2 separate regions of the Danio rerio genome follow, and region 2 is linked to region 1. Evidence: chromatin contacts called from public Hi-C data. All regions are on one chromosome and are shown on one strand. Each heading gives the region's core, a stretch centred on a gene start, on an enhancer-like site or on the middle of the called end of the contact. The rest is flanking DNA. Distances are from core to core; before and after follow the strand shown.

The links. A called contact is a pair of places that touch in the nucleus more often than the background predicts.
Region 2: a Hi-C map of an unstated tissue shows a contact between it and region 1, with 4 times the contacts expected there. The contact joins the enhancer-like site here to the promoter of mcama in region 1. A contact is called at or near these places in 2 of 18 Hi-C or Micro-C datasets (embryo and an unstated tissue).

What each region holds. Positions count from the first base shown.
Region 1 is chr5:64,799,805-64,802,504 of GRCz12tu, reverse strand. It overlaps mcama (melanoma cell adhesion molecule a), which reads left to right and starts at 1,321. Exons shown (of 16, transcript XM_068221535.2): 1 at 1,321-1,408. The coding sequence starts at 1,327.
Region 2 is chr5:64,847,772-64,850,471 of GRCz12tu, reverse strand. No RefSeq gene overlaps it. Among named protein-coding and RNA genes, the nearest start is that of mis12, 9.6 kb to the left of the region's middle. Within about 2 kb of position 1,336, at least 5 of the 62 cell types and tissues checked have an H3K27ac peak or open chromatin away from gene starts, as enhancers often do.

The sequences.
Region 1 (2,700 bases), core at 72-2,571:
TTTGGATTTTGTGCATTAGTAAATGTCGAAATATGATTAATAAATTCTTTACAAGATTATTCATACTCAGTTAATGTTATGCTAATGTAACTTAATGTTAATTTTAAAGAAAATACTAACATTATAACACTAATATTTACAATACTAACATTACTAACATTTACTAATGGACTTTTATTCTAAAGTGTTACAGATAAATGCTCTAAACAACATTACACTTGTTTGAAATTTGGAAAAATAATTTGAAAAGTACTTCGTAAACTATAGAGATGTATAAAAGTAGTACTTAAATTTCGTTTTAATATATCTCATTTATTTACTTGGCTTGGGCAACAACTACACTGCAAAATGCTTTCCGTATTTATTTCTTGTTGTTTCTATTTCAAATATCTATAAATTCATTTAGCAAGAAGCATTTTCTTGATACGCAAAACATAATGTCTTGTTTTCAGAAACAATATGGCAATATTAAGTGATTTTTTCCTTAAAACAAGCAAAATAATTTGCCAATGGGGTAAGAAAAACAATCTTGTTTTCCTTTTGACATAAGATTATTTTTCTTACCCCATTGGCAGATTATTTTTGCTTGTTTCAATGAAATACTCCCTTCATTTTAGTGTATTATTTCTTTAAACAAGAGAAAATATGTTTTGCTTGTCTAGAAATCTCTTATTGATTTAAGAAATTTGAAATATATGGACTAGAAACAAGGCAAACAATCTAAGTAAGAAACGCATTTTTGCAGTACGTGTAGGATAATGATAATTCAAATGAACTGATTTTCATGATTTTTATAATGATTTTTGTTGACTTAAAGTTGATAACAAAATATAGAAGTTATATAACGAATATAGCCTAAACCCTATACAGTCTACCAGAATGTGTTCTAACATATTCAAGATCAATGTTTTTCATGCGACGTCAGCGTGAACAAACATCGATTAGCATAATTGAGTGGTACGATTTTGTATACGTTGGTATTACATCGTAAATTGGCATGTTACTTTGTTAAACACCACTGTGTATACCATATACAATAATATTAGTTAGGTGTGTGGTAGCATATCATGTCCTAAGCAAAGTAGAATCACACTTTTCGTGCATATAAGCATATAACCACACTTCGTGCAAGCTGATTTACCAGAAGCTAAAAACATCGAGTCCGACAAAAATTAGTTTGTAACCGGATTTCTTTTGTAGGCGAACATTAATTGAATGCCCCAAAATTTCCTCCCACTCGCAGTAGGACAGTCCAAATAATCCCTCCCTCTCTCGCGCGCTCCTCCTGGCCAAAACGCCTGTGCTCCTCCAGTGCGCTTCATTCAGATGGATAACTTCAGGAACATGGCTCTGCAAAACACTTCACTTTTACTAATTGTTCTTCAAATCTGCGCTCTTGCGTGGCAAGGTAAGACAATTTGACGTTTATTTTCCATGCGGTGCTGCTTTTTGTTGATGTTTTATTTTTTTGAGAGAAACTTTCTGAAGAGGGTTTCGACCGCGCGCGTTTGAATGACATGCACGCGGATGTTTGGGATGCTGCAGATACTGTATACTGTACGGTAATAGTTATGGCTATTTAACTCCGCTGTTTTCTGTGTACTTTAGAGTTTTCGACGGTTACAAGTTGGCTAGACCACATTTGTAAAGCCTTTTTACCATTTGTCTTTGTTTTTCGCTTGAAAAAAATGAAGTTTGTCATCATCACACTGCATGTGAGCTCAATAAATAGATTGAACTTGTTGAAATAGACACAAAGCATACAGTAACGCATACAGTAATGTAGTAGTACTATAAAAACAATCCGTTTATAATCTTGCTTATATCCTCAGATGTGGAAAAAACGGTAAAATATGGCAAGCATTGATAAACAATAGCAGGTGGATCACCATTTAACACACATATTAAAATTTTAAACACACATATAAAACATATATCGTGTTTGTTTATCTAAACCAAGCATCTTTCTCAGCTTCCATTGTATATGCTCATTTATTTCACTTTTAAGGCCATGAAAATATATTATTTATTGTCATAAAGGTTAAATTACTGAACTTACATGCATCAACCTGAGAAAAAAAAATCATTTTAGAAGAAAATTTCAGATGACACTGTTTTTTTGCATCTTACCTTACCATGCATAAGCTAATCAGCCTATATTATCTAGTAATAAAACATTACATTTCCAAAGCAAATATTTATGTTCATATTCATAATTGGCCAATTTGCTGTTGCATCTGGTTATTTCTACATGAGAAAAATGCTACAGACCATGGGACTGACCACAAATACAGGCTTTGTGTGTGCGTGAGTGTCTGTGTTCAGATAGAATCTGTGGAACTCTGTTAGACTGTTCAAAATGCCATGATGTGAGAGATTTTCACACAGAGATAAGCTGTTCACAATATGCAAAATTCAGTAGTTTATTAACAATTCGTTGCACACACTTATTTATACACCTATACAAATAACCTTGATCTTGCATATTACGCTGTATTCAGTGGTGCACCCTCTTAAGTGCATGACCTACACGACTACAGAACAAGCCCTTCTCATTAAGGAACAGATGATGGACCCCCACTGCATAATCCTCTGCTTGTCCATCTTTATCTGTCCCCCGTTGTGCTGTCGATCTACCTTTGTTGTCCTTGTCCTCATCGTGTTTTCTCCTTTTTCATATTTTGCTTGGTGTGGAATGGA
Region 2 (2,700 bases), core at 87-2,586, 48 kb before region 1:
TTAATGCTTCTTGGTGACGTGAAGCCGATCCGCAAATCAGAGCACATATTAGCTGATGGAAATATGACAGTCATTTTGATGTTAGCTGACCCACATAGCAAAATTTCTCTGGCCCAGCTCTGGCCCACACAATCAGGTTTTGCTTGGCCCACATGCCGCAGTGAATTACGGTACATGACTGGACCAAATCTGGCTTCCAGACAAGGGCCAAACACAGACCAAATCTGGGCCAAGTCTCAGCCAAGTTAATAACTCATAAATGGGCCTGAACTGGGCCAGATAGGTTGGTGTGTCACGATTGCAATGAAATTTATAAACCCATGGAGTGATGCGCTTTAGGCACACTATGGGCACGCTTTTTCTCAAAGTGACCTGATTGGTAGAATTTTTTTTCTTTACTCAAAAATGATTTTAGTGTATTTTAAATGTGGGTCAAGACTGGCCAAACTCACATGGCCCACTTATCAAATTTTTAAATCTGGGCCAAATACTACGTTTTACATCTGGCCCAAATCTTGTGTGCCGCCTTAAAAACGGTGCCACCTCTGCCAAACCCGGGCCATGTTTGGCCCACATGCTGTATGCCAGTGCCGGATGAATGCCTGCTGTGCCAGCTTTTTGCCAAATCTGGGCCAGAATTCTTTGCTACTAGTGGAGTAGCTAAATGTAATCAAATGAAAAATTAATGTGATTTTTTTTTACAAATGAAGCATGAGCACACATTGCTTTGCATGTTATAAACTCAACCAAGCCTTAAAAATACACTATGGACCACCTCTTTAAGTTCATCGTCAGTACATCATTGAAAAATAATTTTCTCTCAAAGTGCATCTTAAACTTTGCTGAAATTATCAGGATATTGTATCATGTTCAGTCTCTTGTATGTTGTGTACAAAAATACCCCACTTGCTAATAACAAGGGTTCCTGAACATTTACAGGTAAACAGTTTTTTTGAATTGTTTAAAATAAAATGCTGGAAAAAAAATATATGTATGTTTGTAAAATAAATGTAACCTTACATTTATTTATTTTGCAGTGTTCACCTTATGAGGATTAACCACTTCAACATCAACATTGTGTCATTACACCCAATGTAAGATGGACACCGCATAGTAAAATGGCATTCTCATGAAAAAAAAGCATATTTGCTGGAGGGCATCACCTAAACAAGGCTGAAAAACAGACATGGTGAAGGATTGAGTTAAGGAGGGAGGCCCCGCAACCTGCCCGACTCCCTGTCTGCCTCTTTCATCACTCATTAAAGACGTATCCTGAGCAGCTGGGGCCTTCCACAAAAAGTCATGCTGGATGGAGGCGTCATAGATGGGACAGCCTGCCCTCAATCCCCCCTGCCAAGTCAGATTAGCAGGGTCTACCAATAAAGAGCCCTTATCTCCACACACCCACACTCCATCAGAAAGCCCTGCTTCGGCCTGGAGATACCAAGGTGATGAGTTATGAGAGAACAGCAGAGTGGAACCCAGCTAAATTTAATAAGGTTACAACAGAGGTAGAAACAGCATGCTGATTAAGTTGACTGCATTTGCACGCAACGAAACCAATGAATGGTATCCTGTGATGTCACGAGATTATGAAAATTTGTATTACTGTGACCTATGTCGTTATTTAAAACGCCAGCCTGATCTCATGAGAAAATGTAAGTATTTTACGTTTTGCTAGTTTAGTGGCGAATTCGTAAAAAATCGTATGAGTTCAGTTGTATGAAATTGTAAGATTTTAAAAAGAAGGCGTGGCACCCGACCCCACCCTTAAACCCAACCGTCATTGGGTGATGAGCAAATCATACTAAATTGTACAAATTAGATTGTACGAATTGATACAAATTAGACACTAAATCAAAAAGTTGAGAATCTCAGCTTGCATCATAAAGGCTGCATCTGAGATTGTATCGCTCAGAGATGCAATGTCAGACACAATGCACTAAATGGAGCTAGTGACCACACTTTGAGGGGTAGGTTTAGGGGTGGGGTTAGGTGAGCACATTAAAAAGCATTAGATGCAGCTCAGATTGCACCTGCACCAAGTCTGCAGCCAGACCCCTCTCGAAAAATGTGAGTAACTGATGACATAATCTTAATATTGAGGTTCTATCTCTTTAAACTTTAGACGTTAGTTATTTTTTATGATTATATATATTGTCAAAAACATTGTCAAAACATTCAACTGTAATCAAATGATTATCTCTCATCAGGTGTGTGTTTACTATTGCCGTTAGAGTTGGTGGTGCAACACGCAAGTTTTTTCTTTTTGTTTTTTTGGTGCAAAAAAAGTGGCCATCTTTTTTGTCTCAGGACCATTGCTTCATTGAGGATGAGTGAGCTCTAAGAATTCATCTAAAATATCTTCATTTAAAGATGAAGTCTTGAACAACATGAGGGTGAGAAATTCATAGCATAATTTTCATTTTTGGGTGAACAATTCCATTAAATGCGACAATGCTACACTAAAAATATATTCGCACTACCTGACAAGAGTCTTGTCTTCGATCCTAGTGTAAGAAATACTGATAATAACTTAATTTAGTGATAATTTGGAAAAGTGGCAGAAGGTAGATTTTTCAGATGAATCAACTCTTAAACTGCGTCCGAATCATCACAAATCCTGCAGAAGACCTATTGAAAACTGCATGAACTCAAGATTCTAACAGATATCAGGCAAGTTGGTAAAGGAAAAATCAT